2 separate regions of the Rattus norvegicus genome follow, and region 1 is linked to region 2. A link is a contact called in public Hi-C data. All regions are on one chromosome and are shown on one strand. Each heading gives the region's core, a stretch centred on a gene start, on an enhancer-like site or on the middle of the called end of the contact. The rest is flanking DNA. Distances are from core to core; before and after follow the strand shown. Region 1 holds the start of Lmtk2 (lemur tyrosine kinase 2). Region 2 overlaps Lmtk2 (lemur tyrosine kinase 2).

Region 1 (6,680 bases), core at 1,348-3,847, 53 kb before region 2:
TCACAACTGCCTGCAACTCCGGGTCCGGAGGATTAAATGCCCTCTTCCAGAATCCGAGGGCATGGCACAAACGTATACAGGTATACAAGCAGGCAAAACAAAACAAAACTCACGAAATAATCTTTTTTTTTCCCCTCTTTCTTTTTTTCCTTTATTAGAAAGAATGGAAGTGTGTTTAACTACTGGCCCACAGAATTCCAAAAAATTTTAACAACGACTTTCATCAGGACCCTCCTGAATGCCCTGTGTGATCAGAGCTGAGCTCTGAAAACCTTTAGGGTGCTCACAGGGCACCACCTTTCCACAGTGGCAAGTCATCCTGGGCTAAACAGACTTCATATCCTTCAGCAGGCAAGCCTCTAGCAGGGCTCGCTGGCAGGACAATAATGCCAGAGGGTAGGGTCTTCTGAACAATGGCTTGGCATTGAGGAAGACTTGGAGAAGGCAGCAGATAAGTGCAAAAACAGGGAATTATTATTGATTCTTTTTTTTTTTTTCCGGAGCTGGGGACCGAACCCAGGGCCTTGCGCTTCCTAGGCAAGCGCTCTACCACTGAGCTAAATCCCCAACCCCTTATTATTGATTCTTACCTCAGAGAATCTCACCTTAACTTCTGCTAAAAGCTGACTTTTTTTTTTTTTCCTGCCTGACTCTGAGGTGAAACTTCACCAACCCAGCAAGTCTTTGTTTGTCTTGTAGAATCTCTAACTAGAAGTCTTTGAGCCAAGTACTGGGCAAAGGTAGAAACAGTGAGGTGGGGGCAGGGGTAAAGGTTTCCATTAGACACCCTGTGAGGAATGCGTACCTTAACCCATGCCCCATGGGAGGGGGAAAAACAGTTGTGTGTTTGTGTGTGTCTCAACTTTGGGGCTTACTCAAATAAAAACAAAACCTGCTTTGTGATCACAGAACAACTCGTTGTTGGGGTGCATCTTAATTATGATTAATTACCAGGAGGATTATGAGGAAGGGCTTTCACTGAGCCAGCTCTGCTCCTCACAGAGCCTCTTGTCAGGTTGGAGCATGAATTCCTGGTTCCTTGAATGCAGCGGGTTGAGCTTCCGGATGGAAGTCAATGCACAACAGGACAATTGTGCCTCCTTCCTAGACCTTTGCCTTCCTTCCCTTCTCCACAGAAAGACCAGTAGAAAGAGGCAGAGTTGAGCTCCGTGTCATGGGCCAGCTACTAGTTTCCTCAGGATTTTTAGTGCGGCTTGCCTCAATCAACAGACATCCTGTGCCCCTGTCTGTGCTGAATTAGCACCACGGACAGCTAGTATTCACAGTGGGTATTTGGAGGGAAATTGGAAAATGCGGAAAGCTCTGAGTTTGTGAGTTGCTAAAGTCCCACCTGATAAGATACAGAACCAGTCCCTCAGTTGTTTTCATTCACGGATTGGACTACCAGAGTCAGCAAAGGTAGCTTCGGAGCTGTGTTAACTGTCAAGCACTTTCTCTTGTTTCTTTTGTGTGTGCATGGATGCGTGTGTTGTGTTTGCGGCATGTGATTTGTACATGTGTGTGCATTTTCTCCACCCCCACTCCTGGGTGTGTGTTTGTAGGCCAGAAAAGCCAGAAGAATTTTTTCCTCAGGGTCAGGGTCCACTTTTTTTTTTTTTTTTTTTTTTTGGAGGCAGGGTCTCTTATTTGCCTGAAACTTGCCTAGCAAGTTTGTCTAGCTTGTCAGCAAACCCTAAGGACCCATCTTTTTCTGTCCCCTCAGCAAGCGTTTTTTTCTTTATGTGGGGTTCTGGGGATCGAATCCAGGTCCTCATGCTTACAAGGCAAGCAATCTCCTCAGCCTTCTCCATTGTGTTTGAAACATCTTCTACCCCACCTGGAAGCCTCTCCCTCCTCACACTCACCACCAACACCCAGCCCAGGTCCTATAGAGGACACCTATTTCACGATAAGCCCAGCAGGAGATCCAAGGTGACTCAGACAGGGTTGCTGTCCTCAACTGGTTTACAGTCACAGGAGCAATAAAACATGGGCTGGGGTGGAGTCGTAGATGCTTATTTATTTGTGGGATTGGGTAGAAGCCATCGATGAAGTCATATTCCAGGTGTGTCTTGATGAACGAAAAGAAGAGCGTCTGCCAGGTGAACAAGAGGGGGCAGGAAGGGCTGTCTTGGCAGAAGGGCCAGTTTGAGCTCACTGCTACGTCAGCGAGTGAAGTCATTAACACTCTGTGCTTGATCAATTGAAAATTTAAAAAGTTCAAAGTTCCTCAGAAGCTGATCTGAGGGTAAACCTAAGGTGAAGAGGCTAAGGAAGTTCTGAGAAGTAAAAATGAAGAAGGTAAAACCAGGGATAAAATATCGAGAACCATGTTGGTAAAAATAAGAAAAGAAAAATAAAAAGAAGGAAAAATAAAGTCCCAGATTGAATTATGTGGGTTATCATGGTCTTCTTTATATCTTCCTAAAATAATTCTCGGTGTTACCTGCTGCCCACGCCTCATTCCTCCGTCTGCAGGGGGCGCACCGAAATCCATCTTGCCTCCTATGGCTGAGGGGGTGGGGCTTCAGGAGTCAATATGGATTGACGATTGGCTGATCCAGGTGTCGGTCACGGCATCCCGCCTCCGCTCTACGTCACATGACGCAGCCCATCATGGCGGCGGGAGCGCGGCTGCCTGGGCCCGCGGCTCCGCAGGCTGGGTGCCGTTGCTGCTGTTGAGGGGCGGCGGCGGCGCAGACGGGCGGGAAGGATGATGCTGGCTCTGTGGCCAGAGCGGCGGATGCAGACCGGGAACAGGGTTGACGTTTGGCTAACGAGACGTGTGTCCCGAAGCAGCCGGCGCCGGTGTCGCTGAGGCGGCGCGGAGGGCTGACTGACTGAAGGCGGCAACCCGAGAGCCGGCCCCGGCAGGGGACCGCGCGGTGGACGAAATGCCGGGACCACCGGCATCATCGCCGCTGCCGATGCCGCTGCTGCTGCTTCTGCTCTTGACCGTCGGCAGTGCCCGGGCCGCGCCACTTCCGCAAACAGGTGCAGGTGAGCGGAGCCCGGGTGCTGCGGGGCCGCTGCGTCTTGCGGGGCGGCGGCGAGGTCGGCGGGCCTGCGGGGTTGGGCCACCTCTGCGACGGATCGGAGGCCTGCGGAGGGCAGGAGGCCGCGGGGTGCGAGCGATCCTAGGGAGATTTCTTGCCGCAGGGGCGTGGGATGGGGGGGCGGGGGCGCGGCGACGCGGTGGGGGTTGGGGAAGACGGCGGGGCGAGGTGGCAGAGACGGGTTTCCCTACATCCCTGGGGGACTCTTCCCGGACTCTAAACTTGTTGCCTAAAGGTCCCTCCAGCTTCTGTCCTCTCGACACTTCTTCCTTTTTTCCAGATGTCACCTGCCTCTTGTGGCTTTTCTCGCGTCCTATAATAAGAACCGTTTCTTATCTCTCGTCATTCCTTAAATGAAACACAATGACTCCTGGAAGCTGTGCAGTTTCCTTGGCTCACCGAAACTTGTTCTAAATTTGTAAATTGATTTTAGATGCTGAGGTTGTTGGGTTATTTGTCTATTTGTCTGTTCATTTATTTTTCGAAATGAGTCTCTGGGGATGAGAAAGGAGCAAAGGATGCGTATCTTTGTTTTGGGAAGCTAGTGACTGGTGTAGCAACTTTTGAGTAACCATTGACAGATTGGCCTGAGGGTAATTGAATTGCCTATTTAAGTGATATTAGTGAGTGATTCTCTTTTCAAGCCCTCAGCCCTTCTATATTTTCTGCATGTAGTTGTGATCTGGAGTTTATAAATAAAACTTCAGCCAAAGAAACCATCCCAGAAATTTTAAGGATTAAAAATTCAGTGGTGGGGGAGGTATTGACATTTCAAAGAACTTTAGAGGTTGGAAGAAACCGTATAGATGATTTAGTCCAATTTCTTCATCTTTTGCATTGAGGATGCTGGAACCCTGGTGATCAAAAGATATACTCAAGGTGACACAGCCAAGTTGTAGTTAGATGCAAACCCAGGTCTTGGATTCACCTTGTCTTGTGATTGCACCCCTACCTCCCAGTTCACTTCAGCTCTCAACTGTCTGTGGAATGCCCCTGAGGCCAAGGTTTAAGTGTAGAACTGTCTCCAGTCAATATGGGTGTTTCAAACAAATCTACAATGATAGAGGGTGATGGCTTCCAGAACTACACATATACATATACAGGGTATATGCCATTGAGTACCATTCAGTTGAGCATTAGGTGGTGTGGTTACACTATCTAATGTAGCACCGTCTTTGTGCTATCCCCTTGGAATCAAGTCTTTTTTGGTGACTTCAGTGTTCTGAGTCAATGGATAAGATAACTGGATGTCGGCAGAAGTCGATAGTCAGCCCAGATAGCCTGGCAGAAAATACCAGGGAAGCTGGGAAAGATTATACAGAAAGGAGGTGATGTTGCTATGTAAGGGTATTGACATTTAAATGGAAAATTAACTCCAGAGTAGCAGTGGGTAGAGTGCGTGTGACCTGGGGACTCCAGAAACTTCCAGAAGTTCTTGTGCCTATCAGTTTTTATGCATTCTGAGCAACCTGAAAAACATAAACCCACGAGTTCTTGACATAAGGTTTTGACACACGGGAAGGCCAGGTGATTTGTATCCACTTTTGCACATTTTTCTTTCCTGTTTTGGTCCTTAGAGGGAGCTGTATAGACTGTATAAATGATGTATTATTAAATGTCAAACATAGATGTGTGGAATTGTTTCATTGTCCAAACAGCTTATGGATATTACAACTGGGAGAGATTTCTCCCCCCTCCCTCTCCCACTCCCTTTCTCTCCTCTCTCTTCCCCTCTGCCTTTCCTGTACTATGGATCGAACACAGGGTCTCACACATGCCCAGCGTTCAACCATGGAGATAGATTTTTTTTTTTTTGGATCAAGGGTAAAGAAACTTTCTTGTTAATGGTATTTATTGAGCCCACTGGATATATATGTTAGATAAAAGAGCAGCTGTGCAGTGAAAACATAGCTGGGGTGTCTGATGATCTAGAGACCTGTACAAAGCAAGACTAGCCTTCCCAAATAAGGGTAGGCCCCCTTTGTGGGCTGGTTTTGTGTCAACTCAACAGAGTCGCCAAAGAGGAAGGAGCCTCAGTGGAGGAAATGCTTCCATGAGATCCAGCTCTAAGGCATTTTCTTAATTAGTGATCAGTTGGTGCCATTCCTGAGCTGTATAAGAAAGCTGAGCAAGCCAGGGGAAGCAGGCCAGTAAGCAGCACCCTCCATGGCCTCTGCATCAGCCCTTGTCCTGGGGATCCTGCTCTGTGTGAGTTCCTGCCCTGACTTTCTTCAGTGATGAACAGAGCACTGTGGAAGTGTAAGTCGAAGAAACCCTTTCCTCCCCAACTTGCTTTTTGGCCATGGTGTTTTGTTTCAGCAATAGTACCTAAGACAGCCTCCTTGTTCTTATTCTTTGGAAAGGTCAGACTGTTTAATGGTGCCTTTGAGAAAGCACACTTCTCAGAAATAGGTTAGGGGTGTGTGTGTGTGTGTGTGTGTGTGTGTGTGTGTGTGTGTGTGTGTGTGTATACTGGAGGAATATACTTAAAACCAGGTATGGTGGTGCACACCTGTTATCCGAACACTCAGGAGGTAGAGACAGGAGACTCAATGCAGGAATCAGGGCCAAATGTAGTGATTTTGCACATAGAGAGTTCCAGGCCAGCCATGGTCTCATATTGAGACTCTGTCTCGAAATACAAAACAACAACCACAGATACATGAATTAGGCTTTATTCTGTGCTTGCCTGTTCACATGGGAAACAAGGGAGCTATGACTTAAGTTCTTTCTAAGTTTTTATTTATGTGTATGGGTGTTGCCTGCATGTACATCTGTGCACCATATGGGTGCTTGGTGCCTGAGGAGGCCAGAAGAGGGCATCAGATCCCCTGGAACTGGAGTTAGAGATGGTTGTGAATAGTCATGTGGGTGCTGGGAATCAAACACAGGGCCTCTGTAAGAACATCCTGTGTTCATGTTGCTGAGTCATCTGTGTATCTCCAGCTCTTTATTTCTTAAATGCACTTTTTAGGTTAGTATAAAAAGTAATAGACTTCACTAGGGCATCTTTACTCATACATAACTTTAAAATTGAAATTAAGTTATGTATGATGCTCTTGTTCTGAGTAATTTTCAGGATCGGAAATTAAAAGGTGTTTGCTCATTGACTGACAGTAAAACTATGTAAATATGTGGGTTGCCATGCCCATGGAAGGTCATTATGCCCCTCCCCTTTTATTTTTTGAGGCAGAATCTTACTGGATAGCAAAGGCTGTCAACCAAATCAGGATCCTTCTGCCTCAGCCTCTGGAGTGCTGAGATTACAGGGGTGCACTATGCCTGATGCATGGTGGCTCAGAAAACATTTTGTTGTTGAATTATATTGTGGGCCACTTTGTGTCTGAAGGATGCTCTTATATCGACCTCATGTCTACAAGTCCCTTTTCCTGAAGACCCCTATTTCTACTGTATGGGCCCTTGTTGTGGAGACTGAGAGTTCGCTGGGTCTCACTGGGAAGCTTAGGGAAAGGGAGAAAATCCAGTTTTTGCAAACACAGCGTGCTAAGTGACCAGACTAAGGTTATAGTGAAGTTCTTTACTCTATGGTTATCTGATCATGCTTAGGAAACACGTATGTACCTCTTTTAAGAGCCTTTGGATTCATGGCACAGATCTGAACGG
Region 2 (6,612 bases), core at 3,129-5,628:
TAAATTAACATATATTAAAAATTAATTCTCTGTGTTTAGTGATCTGCCAAAATCCTGTATAGAGCACTACTGGCCTTTTGTGTTGGAATTTAGGAGGGCTAATGCTGGGTATAGATAGCTCCCTGTCGCCATCTAGTGTCAGCAAATTGTCTTTCTTGGATGTACTTGAAAAATGTAAAGCCTGGATAGAGAATTTCATTTTAATTCACAACACATTGTTCTTGGTGATTTTTTAAAAAAAAAAAAGATTTATTTATTTTAATGTGTATGAGTACACTGTCACTGTCTTCAGACCCACCAGAAGAGGGCATCAGATCTCATTACAGATGGTTGTGAGCCACCATATGGTTGCTGGGAATTGAGCACAGGACCTCTGGAAGAGCAATCAGTGCTCTTAACCACTGAGCCATCTGTCCAGCCCTCTTGGTAATTTCATATTTTTTCTTTAAATCACAGACAGTACTAATTGTCCATATCTACTCACTAATCACCCTTAAAGTATAAGTGAGACAAGCTGAGCCCTGTTGACGTCCTGTAATCTAAGACAGACTTCTTTCCTTTTTCTTTCTTTCTCTTTTGGGTGGGGTTTCTTGTGTTCCAGGCTGGCTTCAAAGTCATTTTATAGCCAAAGAATGATGTTGAATTCCTCATTCTCCTGCCTCCACCTTTTAGGTAGCAAGACAGCCATTGTCACAGCTGGCTCTTGTGACTCTTGTAAGCCTCGGTCCTATATCTGCAAGATACCTGAGGTTGTAAGAAATAAGCACCTTGGGTAAAAGATACAAACCATCCTGTTTTATACAATGCACAAAAGCACGAATGGCAGTCCTGATACTTGGGAGGGTGGGATGAGATTCTTGACCAGCCTGCATTACATGGTCATGCTCTTGTCTCAAAACATCAAAATATGACAATTCAAGAACAATCACTGTTATCAACAAACAGTTTTGTGTGTGCTAGAACTGTTAAAGAGAGGAATAGACACCAGTGCAGGTCTGGGTGGGACCTAGACACTACATTAGTGTGTGCACAGCTGCCTGCGGAGGAATATTACGATTGAAAATTCTATCCTGGGAGGAATCTGACAAATTTTCTCTCTTTGGTAAACTTACTGAAGTTGTCAAGAAGATCATCCACCCTCTGAGTTTCTTTTTTTTTTTTTTTTTTTTTTTTCCGGAGCTGGGGACCGAACTCAGGGCCTTGCGCTTGCTAGGCAAGCGCTCTACCACTGAGCTAAATCCCCAACCCCTGAGTTTCTTTTTTAATTGGACTTTAAGCTGTAAGATCTTGAGTTACTGTCTATCTTAGTATCAGATTATAAAAATCTTCAATTTGGGGCCTGGAGAGATGACTCAGTAAAATGCTTACCAAATAAATGAGTTCAATCACCAAAACACATGTAAAGAAAGCCAGAGATGGTGTGTGTGTGTGTGTGTGTGTGTGTGTGTGTGTGTATGAATGTGTGTGTGTATGTGTAGTCCCAGCCCTAGAAAGACAGACAGAAGGGACCCTAGAAGTAGCTGGCCAGCCAGTCAGGCCTAGTAAGCAACTCCAGGCCAATAGGAGATACTGTCTCAAACACTCAAGTAGAGGGTGATTGAGGAAGGTGCCAGGGCTGACCTCTGGCCTCCAACACACACACACTTGAACGTGTGTGTATACATTCCTCTCCCAGAAAGCTTTCATTTGATTTAGATCAAATCAGTAAGTATCTGTTCTTGTGTAAGGAGACTAACATTATTTCCTCAATGTCCTTCCCCAAGCAGAGATGATGTCTATGTGTCCTCTTAGACAGGAAGCCCACAGCAGTCACGGGGAGTAGCCAGGAAGCTGGATGCCTGTGTGTCTGACTGGAATTTGTTCCTTTCCTGCTCAGGCTGCCATCCTCTGCGAAGGCTTTTGAATTGAATTGGAGTTTGCAGGTGGCTGGAATGCTCTTTCCCGTGTTGTTCCCTGGGAAAGGAAGCTGAGAGAGACTCGAACCTGTCCCGAGTACTCAGTGGCTTCCCACACCTCTTCCACCATTTTCTTTTTGCAGTCTCTTCTCCATTGCTCACGCATGCATACATAGTGGCCATGGAGCCTTGTGATGAAGTACTCACCTTATCCTGGAAATGGAAGTCAGGTGGTGTGAATGGCACCATTTTTTAAATTCTCCATATCACTTCTTTATTACCTGAAGGTTTCTAGACATCTGTACTGCACTGAGTTTAATTGTGCGTCATTGTCCGATTGTATTCCATTTACTGCTTTGTTCTGCGTCATTCTTAATAGTTCAGATCAGCTTCAGTGTGGCCTGGGTGCCTGGTTTCTCCCGGTGCTGCACCTGACACTCGTGCTTTCCTGTTGCAGGGTGACCTGAAGGCTTACCTGCACAATGAACAAGAGCACGTGCGCAGCGAGTCACAGACCATGCTGCTGCAGAGGATGGCGTGCGAGATTGCCGCAGGGCTGGCAGCCATGCACAAGCTGCACTTCCTGCACAGGTATGTCTGGCCAGGCACGGGCACTCCTCATGGTTTTGCTGTTGCTGCTCTCTGCAGAGGTGGTCAGGTTTGGGGAGAAGCCTGGGAAGGACTGTAGCTTAGTTGGTAGACTGTACGCTAACATGCCTAAAACTCTGGGCTTCGTAAACTGGATACAGTGGTACATAGAAGGCAGGAGAGTCAAAAAGAAGTTTAAAGACATTCTCCACTGCATAATTGAGGCCAGCCTGGGGTGCATGAGACCCTAATTCAAAAACACCTACACAAAAACTGAAGGCGGAAAGTGTGGAAGAAGGAAGGAGGAAATCAAGGAGGTCGGGTTGCATCACGAGCGCTCTGCTTTAGACACAGTGGTGAAGACGGGGTTGGGTTTGAGTTAAACACTGCCAAAGAATGGAAGGATCATAGCCTGAAGTCTGGAGAATTCCCGAGGAGTGCACAGGGATACGCAGCAGGCTCCCTCCTGACCTCTGGCTCACTGCTTCTCTTCAGTAAGCTTCAGGCTGGGATCCTCTCCTGTGCTGTCCTTCACAGCCCCCAGGAAGAGGGGCTGAAGGCAACGGCGTCTCTTCTGGCCAACGAGCAATCGTGTCAGGTCTGAAGGTGCCGCCTCCGGTTTGTACCCTGGAGGACAGGCAGTTTGGGGCTGTGTGCATGATCAGGGCCTCCCCTGGTGGCTGCACCGTGAGTTGGAAAAGGCTTCCTGCTTAGTCTCCTTTAGACTGCAGGCTTTCACGGTCCAGTTTTTCAAAATAGAATTATTTATTTGTGTGTACAGAGTCAAGAACACCAGCCTGAAGAGGGAGTCCGATAGCCTTCTTTCTCACTCTCTGTCTTTGGTGAGGATTACCTGAGGCAGGAACTCTTCCTAGCTGACATTTTCCCAGCTAGGCTGGAAGTCAGCAATCGCCAGTGTTCCTGTGTCTGCCTCACCTCAGGTGGTGGGACGCTGAGTGTGAGACCATAAATCCATTCCTCGTGCTTGCTAATAACACAAAGATCTGAAAAGGCATACCTGTCTCGAAGAGACGTCTGGGAAGTTTCTATTTTCAAAAACCAGTCTCGAGCTGGAGAGGTGGCTCCGGTTCACACTGCTCCTGCAGAGGACCCAAGTTTAGTTTGCAGCACATACCCCAGACAACTCACACCTCTGCTCAACTCCAGCACGAGAATCTTCCTTCCTCCTCTGGCCTCTGCAGGTTCTCACACACACACACACACACACACACACACACACACAAATTAGAACATAAAATCTTAAGTCTCCCATCAAAATTACAACATGAAGTTCCCAGAGACAACTTAAACCATGGGAAGTGTGCATAAGGCCTGTTCACCACTGTGTTCTTAAAGATGACAGAGCTGTCATAGCCAGTAGTATTTTCCCATGCTTCTTCAAGGCAAAGTCTTGGAGTCTTGAAAACAAATAAAGATAAATCACATGGCTTGGACGATATCCACGCACAAAGCCCAGGGTACAGAAGGACCTTGGAACCATTGGCAGCCGTTTTGTTCTGCTGTTTAAAGGAACTGCTCTGGGCTGGGTGTGTGGTAGCTTAGCTGGTAAGGAACTTACAGGGCCAGACTTTGACCCCTTGCTTTTATTTTTTTTAATTTATTGTCCAAAATATTTATCTATCTTGGTTTTTATGTATATGAGGGTTTGCCTGCGTGTGTGAGGCCATACTCGTACAGTGGCTTCAGAGACCACACAGGCCATTGGCTTCTCTGGAACTAGAGTAACAGGCAGTTGTGAGCCGCCATGCAGGTGCTGGGAAGGACCCAGGTCTTCTGCAGTAGCCACAAGTGCTTTTTAACCACTGAGCCGTCTGTCCAGCCCCAATCCATTGTTTCATTTTTTTATAGAAACTCAGTGTGGCATTGTAAGCTCGTAATGACAGAGCTGGGTAGACAGACAGAGGGAAACCTAGCTTACTCGGGGACAGGGAGTGACAGTGACTGGGGGGAGTGGCATCGTAAGACAGTGTCTGAGGAGCCACACCTGAGGTTATCCTCTGGCCTCCACATGCACACGGACACTGCATACTCAGGTGTCTGTGCATACTCCACACACATGCACGAACACATACAGATGCTGTTTGATGGAAAGTCTCGTGTGGGACGGACTTCGCTTCTTTAAAAATTCTTCTTGTGTAGGTGGCCTTCCATATGGCCTGATTTTAAAATTGAGGTTTAGAACATTGGTTGACTCAGAGGACTTGGTCGAAATAGCCCGGTCCACCTGTCTAACCCAAAGTTGTTCTTATGTTAGAAACTGGTCTAGTAAGTCACCCTAGTTAAAATTTGTTTTTACATAATGTTTAGAGAGAGCCTTATCACAGGCTCTCAGGCAGCCTGCGTCTCTGAGGTCATACACAGCATTCTTGAAGGCCGTGTGAATGGTACATGTTCCTGTTACCATTCCACAGGTGACCCAGACAGAGCCCAGTGTCCCCCATCCTCTGCCTGCAAGGTCTCCTGGGCCGCAGGTACTCAGGTCACTGAGCGAATGGTGTTCGTGTTCAGACTGGCTAAGTAGCAGATAGACAACCAACAGGAGCCAGACCCAGGAGGCAAGGACAGGGAACCTTTTCTATACGTGCCTAGTTTGGGGTTTTTTTGTTTGTTTGTTTGTTTGTTTGTTTTTTGTTTTTGTTTTTTACTACTTTTTTTCCTTTCTTCTCTCTCTTTTTTAAGACAGGGTCTTACTCTGTTAGCCCTGAGTGGCCCGGAACTCACAGAGATCATCCCCCTCTGCCTCCAGAGGGCTAGGGTTAAAGGTGTACACACCACACTCAGCTAAAAAGAATTTTTTATTGTTGGTTTGGGGGTTTGGGGGTTTTTTGGGTTGTTTGTTTGGTTGGTTGGTTGTTTTGTTGTTTCGGTTTTTGTTTTGTTTTTTGTTCTTTTTTTTTTTTTTAAAGAAAGAATTTTTCTGTGTAGCCTTGACTATCTGTAGAACAGGCTGGCCTCAAACTCAGAGGTCTCCCTGCCTCTGCCGCCTGAATGCTGGGATTAAAGGCATTTGTCACCACCGCCAGGTTTGCTAAAAAAGATTCTTTAAAAGAAACAAAACCTATTGTACCCAGTGGTAAGGAGGCCAAGGCAAGAGAATTGCAAGTTCAAGACTCGCTTGGACTACATAGTAAGACTGCCTCAAAAAAACAAAATACCCCAGTGTTACCTGAGAGGGTGGCAAATGGGAGGAACAGACATTCCCAAGGGAACGAGGGAAGCTCCAGCTGCCTGTGGTGTTGCGTTGTGGCTAGCACAGGCGGGAACCATGTTGTGGTATCTGAAGTCTTAGGTGCATTTTGGGACATGACAGTGTGTGCTCTTTGTATATTTGTTTTGGTGTGAACGTTATTTAGAAAGTCTGTACCTACCAGTTTGCTGATTTGTGCTACCTGGAAGGGTAGAAGGAAAGGAGGAAGCCTTTTTTTTTTTTTTTTTTTTTTTTTTTCGGAGCTGGGGACGGAACCCAGGGCCTTGCCAGAGCCTTGCGCTTGCTAGGCAAGCACTCTACCACTGAGCTAAATCCCCAACCCCCTTTTTTTTTTTTTTTAGAGAGAGAGACAGACAGACAGACACACAGACCACCACCAGCAATGACAACTATGACAACTTTGCACTTCAGGAGGGCACAGAAAGAACCCCGCACCCTTGTTGCCCAATTAACGCAGCATCTCTGTGTAGCTCAGGTGATAGAGTACTGGCCAGGTACCCTCCAGGCCCTGGATCTGTCCCAAGCCCCCCAAAAAGCAGGCATGGATACCTTGGATTCTAAGATTTGAGAGGTGGAAGCAGATGAGACCAGAAGTTCAAGGTTGTCCTTAGCTACATAGAGTTTGAGGCTATTCTAGGTCACATGAAACTCAGTAAATCAAGGCACACACTAGTGTCTGTGTCTCACAAGTTAATGGCCCTCTGTAGGAAAAAACGCTGCATGTTTCTAAGCTAGCTCAGGGCAGGCCACCTGAGAAAAATCAGCATTCCAGGTAGAAAGTTCTAGTTCCCTTCATAACTACTGATTATAAATGTGCACACAGAAAATATACCAGCTTTCTCTGATCTAGATCTGGGCTGGTCTCTAGACTTGGATCTGAGGAGGTTACCTCGTGGGTAG

What was found. A called contact is a pair of places that touch in the nucleus more often than the background predicts.
Region 1: a Hi-C map of kidney shows a contact between it and region 2, with 2.4 times the contacts expected there. The contact joins the promoter of Lmtk2 here to the enhancer-like site in region 2. A contact is called at or near these places in 9 of 12 Hi-C or Micro-C datasets (the A7r5 cell line, Schwann cells, frontal cortex and 5 more) and 1 of 1 datasets of contacts at active chromatin or transcription factors (oligodendrocytes).

Annotation. Positions count from the first base shown.
Region 1 is chr12:15,618,309-15,624,988 of GRCr8, reverse strand. It overlaps Lmtk2 (lemur tyrosine kinase 2), which reads left to right and starts at 2,597. Exons shown (of 14, transcript NM_001427236.1): 1 at 2,597-3,000. The coding sequence starts at 2,895.
Region 2 is chr12:15,566,902-15,573,513 of GRCr8, reverse strand. Lmtk2 (lemur tyrosine kinase 2) reads left to right here. Exons shown (of 14, transcript NM_001427236.1): 7 at 2,353-2,486. Among named protein-coding and RNA genes, the nearest start is that of Bhlha15, 32 kb to the right of the region's middle. Within about 2 kb of position 4,378, at least 8 of the 93 cell types and tissues checked have an H3K27ac peak or open chromatin away from gene starts, as enhancers often do. A contact at or near this core is called in kidney, where this site is marked.